Regions from separate parts of the Macaca mulatta genome. Here region 1 is linked to region 2. Evidence: chromatin contacts called from public Hi-C data. All regions are on one chromosome and are shown on one strand. The core of a region is the stretch at or near the end of the contact, and the rest is flanking DNA. Distances in the headings are between cores, read along the strand shown.

What was found. Hi-C and Micro-C count contacts between places; a contact is called where the count stands out from the background.
Region 1: a Hi-C map of fetal cortex germinal zone shows a contact between it and region 2, with 4 times the contacts expected there. The contact joins the promoter of GRIA2 here to the promoter of PDGFC in region 2. A contact is called at or near these places in 2 of 14 Hi-C or Micro-C datasets (fetal cortex germinal zone and fetal cortical plate).

What each region holds. Positions count from the first base shown.
Region 1 is chr5:165,839,697-165,844,127 of T2T-MMU8v2.0, reverse strand. GRIA2 (glutamate ionotropic receptor AMPA type subunit 2) reads right to left here and starts at 1,316. Exons shown (of 16, transcript NM_001185014.3): 1 at 770-1,316; 2 at 94-234. The coding sequence starts at 857.
Region 2 is chr5:165,593,281-165,597,927 of T2T-MMU8v2.0, reverse strand. It overlaps PDGFC (platelet derived growth factor C), which reads left to right and starts at 1,956. Exons shown (of 7, transcript XM_078002393.1): 1 at 1,956-1,988; 2 at 2,736-2,969. The coding sequence starts at 2,852.

The sequences.
Region 1 (4,431 bases), core at 67-2,566, 250 kb before region 2:
CGCACACACCACCCCAGAAACGCACACACACACACTCACACTCGCTAGCCTTCCGCGTGCAGCAGCAGAAAGGCATGAATATTCATTACTTACAAGCATTGGTGACTGCGAAGCTGTTTGCCACCTCCAAATTGTCGATGTGAGGTGTCAGTCTGAACTCCGAAGTGGAAAACTGAACCATCCCTACCCGAAATGCACTGTATTCTTGATCGGCGCCCCTAGGAAATAGCCCCCCTGCAAAGAACAAACAGCAAGCAAGAGAACAGTATCAGTGCCCGGGAGGGAAAGGAGGGGCGCGCGCTAGCGCCCAACAGTCCAAGAGTCTCTTATTCACGCTAATGGGCCGAATAAACACATCTACAGACTCGGACAGCGGGGGTGGAATATCCAAAAGGTAGCCAAGAGGTCAAGACCCATATGAGAGTCTGAAGACGAGGTAGGTGGCCAGAAACCTTCGCCTTTCCATGTAATCACAAGCTTTGTATTCAGACCCCAAGAAAATCTGAGCAAACTGGAAAATGTCGCTAAGGCAGAATTAATAAAATTTGGGGATCTGAAATGAGAGGACCTTTTCTTCTATTGTATCAAAGCCATACTCATTTCCTTTTGCTTCATCCTGAGAAAAACATGTATATTTTAGGTAGTTTAAATCTGGAATGCAGTCAAGGTATGACATAAGTCTACATGACATGAATTAATTTGTACACTGTGAACAAAGATTACCACCAAATTATGCACAATTCAAAAGCATAGCACAAAGGGTACCTACCTATCTGTATGCTGTTAGAAGAGACACCAAAAATCAGTCCCCATAAAATCGGAGAAAGGAGGACAGAAATATGCATAATCTTTTGCATTTCCAAGAAAAGTAGAGCATCCACAATATACCCCCTTTTTTTTTTCCTTTTCCTCCTCTTCCTTCTTTGGCTGTTTTCCTCTGCAAATTAGATCCTCTGCATTTTGAGACAGCAATTTAGCACCAAGCTGCTAAAACCTGAAGTGGAGGCAGAAGAATCCCTATTTCCCAGGTCCTGCTGGTGGCTGCTGATGCCCTGCGCCCTGTCCCCGCTCTAGAAGTCCGGAGGACTGGCTGAATGCAGTTTTCAGCGGAGCTGCCGCTGTGGTCCCAGTGTCTCGGAATATTCAGCACCCTCCCATGCACTCACACACACTCACCCTCTCTCGCGCTCTCTTCTCCCTCTCTCCTCTCTCACTCACGCGCGCGCGCGCACACACACACACACATACACACACGCACACACACACAGGCAAGTCACAGAGAGGGGCAGGCAGTCCCAGGCGCGCGTGCGCGACTCGAGGCAGGCGGCGGGCGCGCGCGCCCCCTCCCCCGCACGGCGCCCGGCACCCCGCACCGCCGTGGACGCGTCGCATGCGCGGCGCTGAGAAAGCACAGCTCGGGGCCCATAGCCGCTCTCCTTCCGCGAGACCTCGGGTCTACCCGGCTGTAGCGCCCACAGCTCGCCTCTGCCTTTCAGCACCGAGGACAGCGCGTCGCTCCCCGCCCGGAGCTACCTTTGTGCGGCTATGGCAGTTGTTGCGGAGATGCTCCAACCTGGACCAAATGCAGCAAAGCTGATTTCCGGCTGCTTTATAGAAGCCGAATTGCTCATTGTTGGCGGCGAAGCGTCCTCTCACCAGGCCCTGCTGTCTTACGTTAAAAATAATTTTTGATTTTTATCTTCCATCTCCTGTGAAAACCCATTTAGCAATAGAGAAGCCCTGTCATCCACCTCACCTGACCCAACCGAAAGCAAACAAGCAAGCAAAGCACCGTGGAGGAAATATTCCAAAATTGTGTAGTTGGGCTTCATGGGATGTAGCCAGGATCCGGGGAGAACCCCAAGTTCTATCTTTAAATGCTAAAGCCGCACAGGAGATCAAGATGGAATCTTTTAAATATTTTGCATGAAAATCCCATCTTTAGAGTATTTTCCATTGGGCTGTGATGCTGACTCGCCTAGTCACAGAGCGCACGGGTCTTTCTCGCAGCTTACACTGCAATCCCTCCCGTTGTAGAGTCATGTAGACTTCGTTTCCTAGAAGCCCTTGCTTTATACAGATTGAAAGCAAGAGACTCTGGTTTAACGAAAGGCTATTAGAGGAAAGTGATTAGAAGATGAAGCTAGTCTAGAAAGGCCGCAAAGATGCAGATATTTTTCCCAGAGACTTACTTAGAAATCTGTTTCCCCATCGCGTTTTGACCCTGGGTTTCCAAAAATCACTGCCTAAAGAAAGTAAGCTACCTCGCCGCACTGAACACGCGGGCCACTGGGAAAGAAAGATGAGGTTAGATATTAAAAGTTTGAGGGAAGAGAATTGATGGGGAGATAGACGACTGGACTTCCTGTGTGAAATTTATGCTCTTCACGGTACTTTCCAAGCCCATTCCTGGGAACCTGCTCTGACAATTCCCTCTGCGGACTCAGAAAAGCCCCACCAAGTTCTATGTCTTTAGTGGTTTAAACAAATAAAGACGGATTGAGAGCAAGGAACTATTTCCAGGAAGAGGGAAATTGGAGCTTACAGTACTAAAAAGAGAACTGCTAGTATTCCAAAATGTCATGAGTCTATCAGGCTGCCTTCTTGTGCTTGCAGCTTCATTGCTGACTGCGTTATCTTATGCTTGCTTCTTAATCACATTGGCCTCAATTTTCCCATTTTCAAAATGATGATGAGCAAAGTGACTTCTATGGCTCTTTGATCCTATATTGCTGTCATTTCAAATTATGACCTTTCCCTCTTTTTGATATAGTCCTAAACCATGAAGTGAGAATAGCTTTAATGTATTATTAAGCTTATAAACTATAGGCTAAAATATCTCTTAATTTTACCCCTTAGAATTTATTAGTATAAGTACTCCACACTATATATAAAGCAGGTCTTCTAAATAAAAATGCATTTAACCTTTAAAACATTAATAATAAAAATAACATAAAATTAATTAAAATTACAATAAATCAATAAAAAATAAAATGAGATATGACTTACATATATTCACAATTGTAACATAAAAAATAAATAAATCATACATTAATTGTGATGTGAGGCATAAAAAATGATTGGAAATTATTCCCTATTTAAAATTGTTAATGTAAAAGCACTAATAACAGAACAGAGCAAAATTTAAAATACCTCTGTAGTTATTTTCTTTTTTTTTCTCGATTCACTTGTTTCCACAGGAAAACTTTAATTTCATAAAAAGTAACTTAGAATTAAAGAGAGTGAGGACAGAGAGACGCGAAGCTTGAATATGAAAAAATGTGATGTTTAAAATGTGAGTTGAGGTAAATTGAATTTTTAAAAATAAGAATGTTTTAAAACTATTTTCATCTTAACCTATTTCAAAGTCAAGGGCAGATATGAACTCAAAATTGACTGAGTTACATTCTATAAAAAACAAATGCTGTAAAAATAACAATTTGCTGAATCATAGAGTATAGTAACTAACATGTAAGAGCTCAAGAAAAATATTACTGTCTAGTGGCCAATTACAATTTATATATAAGATGGAAATAAAAATTTTAGCAAACGTGACTTGTAATTCAACTGCTAGTCTATGTACCTGTGTTCACAAGGTAGTTATGTATAGACCTTTCACGTATTTGAAAACTTATTTCCTATATCAGTGTAATTTTATTAATATGATCACTCATGAGACTTTTTCAAATTTCTTATAATGTTTTAATAGCATGTATGTTTCAAGTACAGAATCCTGTCAATATAAGGGTAATAAATTTAAATTGACTACAGTAAATGGTTATTTATACAAATACATGGAAAAATACTGGAATTTATTTTTTGAATGTACACAGCTCTATTTTTTCATGTAGCAACTACCTATTTCAAGAATATGTATCTCAAATTGATCACTAATCAATTTTGAAAATTTCACAACAACTAATCTACATTTGACTAGAATAGTGTGCTACAAGAAACAGAGTTTGCTATTTTCTGCCCTCTACTGTTCGATTTTGGCAATTATGTAAAACTTCATTGCTTCTGCTGCAAGAATTGTAAGTTACAGTAAAAAATAAAAGAAATAAAAAATGTGATCCACCATATCATCTGTTAGTCTAGTTAGTTGGTTGGTTAACAGTTTTGAAATTACTGGCAGAGCAAACTTTTAGCTGACTTTATTATCAAAATTAAGTTTAAATGTCAGTGCAGTTCCTACTGAAGTAGTTTGACCAAAGTGGAGTTCACTCCCTCCGTTCTTATTGATTATCTGGGACTGTAAAAATGTAGGATATCTAAAAGACTAAGATGCAATGCAGCATTCGTAAAAAAAAAATGAGTATCCTCCTACTTTCAGCAGAAGATGGCAAAGGATAGCAGTTCTTGCAGAAGAAACCCACGTTTCAAACATAAGATTCTATTGGCTAACACAGAGCAAAAGAAACAAACAAAGAA
Region 2 (4,647 bases), core at 707-3,206:
CCAAACACACAAAATTAGAAAAACTGGAGAATAATGAATTTTATGACAAATAGATTACAATGGATTCATTGTAATCTTTTTTTTTAAATTTATTTAAATTTAAATCTTTTATTTAATTCCCATTATGTCATTAAAATTGGGAATAAAACCTTCACCCTCACAAATTTACAAAATATTTTTGGAATATATTATGCAAATATGGAGTCACACTGGCGTTGTGGAGCTGCTAACTGGAATAAAATACCATACTTGATTAAAAAAACCTTCTGTCCACTAAACTGTAAATTCCTTAAAGTCAAAGATCAGGTCTTATTTGCCTTTAATGTATATTTAGTACTCTGTAGATAGAAGTGGTAAAGGGATAAGAATGAATGAATGAGACAGGTGGGCGAAATTTTCAAGAATGAGACAGATCGGTGAAGTTTTAAAAGGTTTCAAAAAGGAAAAAAACAAGACGACTAGGATATTTCAAGCAGAAAGGTCTGGTTGGTTGGCCCCAGTCGGTGTCTGAGTATACAAAGAGGGCTTGGCATTTTCATCACCACTGAAGAAGGATCAGCTCCTGCTTTGGTCCAGTAAGAATATGTTCTTGCTCAAATGCCACTCCTTAGTTGCAGGGACATTGCTATTTTGGTTTTCTGTTCCAGCCCAAGTGTCCTTGATGGTCGAATTGTTGCATTGACTTTTTTTTTCACAAGAAGTTGGGTGATACTGCTGATTTGCCTGCCATGGCACTTGCTTGATATATATAGTTTTCATTTTGATTATTACACAAAAGTAGCTTCATTTTAAAATTCAATTTTCTGACTCTCTGCTTGTGCCTTCAACACATTCACAATGATTTTCTGCTTCTCCACGAAGAAAGCACGTTGGATCCTGTCACAGACACATTTAGCAGACATGGAACCACCATAGGCCCTGCTTGGCATGTGTGTTTCATTTCAGACTACCTCATAAGAACTTTAGGTCTTAAAGCATCAGCCTCTCTCTCCAAGTCAGCCTGAACACAAGCCACATACAGATTTCGGTTATTTCTCGACCTTTTTGGTGTAAATGTAAACAATTCTATCAACAGGGGTTCAGGGCAGCCTAGTTTTGTTAGAGGCTGTATTGTAGGAAAGTCCAAGGTTGCAGGATCCTTCTGAGTCCCTTAGACGCCGTTCTCAGAAGAGCTTGCTATTAGCTTAACGCTGCCCAACTACTACGTATGCTTCACCAGGGCAGGGACTTTTGTCTGTTTTCACTGCTACGGTTCCAGCCTCTAAACAGTGCCCGACAGAGTGGGCATTCAGTAAATATAGTACTTGTTAAATGAATGTTATTATTTTGGCTGCCTTTACTTTTGCTTTATCTGTCCTGCTTTACGGAGCTGGAAATTGGAGAAAAACCTTTGAATTCATTTCCCTTCTTTCCGTTCTGAAACTCTGGCCAAGGGTCCTAGCAAAGACCTTAGGGAGTGGGGATCCCTCTTGGAAACTAATGGCAAGTCCGGCGACAGGGGGCGGCAGAAGGAGAGTTGCAAGAAGTTCTTTCCCACTTCTTACTTCTGCAGCACCCTTCACCACCCATCGTGCTCTGTATTTGGGGTTAGAGGTATTCCGTGGAAAGGAAAGCTGGGGCCGCCTTGGCCGCGTTCCTCGCCTGGGCCATCGGGGTCTTGCCCACAGCGAGTCCCGCAACACCCCCTGTCTGCGCAGCACCTGTTAACAGCCAGTGGGCGGCCAAGCCCGCTCGCGCGGACGCGGCCCGGGGCTGCCCCTCCCAGAGGCGCCGACCCCCGCCCGCCCCATCGGCCGCCTGCGGGAGAGCCGCTAAGCCTCCCCCGCTCGCCAGCCGCGCGCTCCGCCCGGACTCGGCCCACGGCCCCCACCTCCTGTCTGCCGCCGGGCGGGGGGAAGGTAGAGAAGGGGAGGGGACAAGCCGGATCCTCCCGGCCGCCCCGGCCTTCCCTCTTCACCCCGTGCGGAGACGCCGCGCCGAGCCCCGAGGTTAGAGCGGAGCCCGAGGCGTGGGGGGAGGGGAGGGGAACGACCGGAGCCCCGCGGCGACCCCGAGCGGCCGAATTGCCCCAGGCTTTGAGGAGCAGGGGACGCGCCCGAACAAGGTGAACTTTGGTCGCGGAAAACTCAAGCCAGGTGCCGGAATCCGTGCTGCGGCGCTCGGGACGCGGCGCCGACTGCGCGCCTGGTTGGGGAGCAGGAGCCCCGGGGCCTCTCTCCGCCTGCGCCTGGGCCGGTCTCGGCCCGGAGCCCCCCGGCCCCGCTCCGGCGCCCCGGCCCGTGGGACCAGCCGCGGCGCCCTCGCCTTGTTTCTTCCCCCTCCCCCTTCGGGGGTGGGGGGTGGGGCGGGGGAGAGGGGCGCACGGAGAGCCGCATCTATTGGCAGCTTTGTTATTGATCAGAAACTGCTCGCCGCCGACTTGGCTTCCAGTCTGGCTGCTCGCGACCCTTGAGTTTTCGCCTCTGTCCTGTCCCCCGAACTGACAGGTGCTCCCAGCAACTTGCTGGTGACTTCTCGCCGCTCCCCCGCGTCCCCACCCCCTCATTCCTCCCTCGCCTTCACCCCCACCCCCACCACTTCGCCAACAGCTCAGGATTTGTTTAAACCTTGGGAAACTGGTTCAGGTCCAGGTTTTGCTTTGATCCTTTTCAAAAACTGGAGACACAGAAGAGGGCTCTAGGAAAAAGTTTTGGATGGGATTATGTGGAAACTACCCTGCGATTCTCTGCTGCCAGAGCAGGCTCGGCGCTTCCACCCCAGTGCAGCCTTCCCCTGGCGGTGGTGAAAGAGACTCGGGAGTCGCTGCTTCCAAAGTGCCCGCCGTGAGTGAGCTCTCGTCCCAGTCAGCCAAATGCTCCTCCTCAGGCTTCTCCTGCTGACATCTGCCCTGGCCGGCCAGAGACAGGGGACTCAGGCGGAATCCAACCTGAGTAGTAAATTCCAGTTCTCCAGCAACAAGGAACAGAACGGTGAGTCTTTCCCCCATTCTCCCCCTGCTTGTTTCTCGCTGTGTGTGTTAACGTTGGCATTGTGCGTTGGTATGTGATGTATACCAGACTGCGAAGGTATCTTTGGTCTCTACATGCAAATGCGCGCTCCGTTCACTGGCATGGACTGTTGAAGGTTAAGTGTAGTTTGCAACTTCGGGAGCTGCCACAAAGCTCCAAGAGGGCAACGTGAGTGCCACTGCAGCCTCAGTTAGAGTGAGGACATTCTGGGAGCGATTGTGAACGTCAGTTCAAATGCACATTGCAGGTTCGCTCATTGCCAGAGTTAGAAGTTCAAGAACTGCCTCTAAAAACGAATCCAAAATGAATGAGTCTTGGCATGTTTGACTTTACTCAGATTTGGGGAGGGCGAGGGGGATCGGTCAGGAAATGTATCAGCCGCATGAATTGAAGCACTCTAGGTCGAAGTCATCAATTAATCAATGAGTAGATAGGAAATATAGAGGTCAAGAGGCTGTGTGGTAGTTTTTAGAGGAATTAAAAAGTGTATTTCTCTTGCGCCCTATTTTTTGTTTTTTAAACTTGCCTTTGTACTCTGAAGTCCTTACCTTTCTGGTGGTGTGTTTTAGTATGTGTCGGTGAATGACTGCTATTTTGTGTGTGCTGGAAGCGACTTAATCCTGCATAGGAAATGAGAATTACTTTCAGCTTTCAAGTGTACCTGAAATGTTTCGAAAACTCTCAGATGCAAGTTCCCTTGGGCTGGGATTGCACAGAGCTGGAGAAAGGCTCCTTTCATAAAGCCAGGGCAGCTTCAGGGTGTGTAATTTGCTTAGCCTCTGAACCCATATGATTTACATCATTCAATTTCTAAACTCTTTTTCTCTTCATCTACCATTATGAAGTCATTTTTGAGAATACTTTGTAAATAGAAATTTTATACTGCACATGAAACCACAGTGTTCATGTAGGCTGTCTAAAATTGGAATGTTTAATGCCCTGTTTACAAGTGGTGGCTCTTACTGTTATTTGAAAAGGAATATACATGTTTTTACTGCTTTGTATATCATCGATTCTGTCACTTCATTAACCATGCAAAATGAACACAAATGGCATAACTGCAAAATTAAAATGGGGTGTGCTATAGTTTTAAGTCACAGTGATTTTTTTTCCTTTTCATATCAGGGTATTTCAAACCTTCAACTTTGAATTTAAACTCTATGAAGTGTTCATGTTTAAGAAAGCACAGAAAGTTTTAGGGTATAAAAATAGATAAAACAAGGATTCTGCGGACTTTTGCAAACATTATTTGTATTTGCTGCTGCACAGCAAGACATAGTATCACATTTATCAGCCAATATTAGTATGGTGGTGCTTACAACTTGCTAATGTGATGGCACATGGCACCTGCAGGCTCCTTGAGCTGCTGATCAAAGGGCAGCCTAGGGATCTATCTCTAATCACAGTAGCTGCAGAGGACTGGGGGAAAGTGATCAAAGGAGCCACAGCACCAGCTGTACTAGTGCAGGAAACAGATCAGACCAACCTTTGTTCTTTCTCATGTAAAATAAATGTCCAGTTCAAAATATTGCTTCTTACTAGACAAGCTCCTCCATAATGACAACAATGCACAATATTCCTGGCTTCCTGGCTTCTGTTTTTTACTGTTCCTGTCCCATATCATTTCTCCTATTGCCTT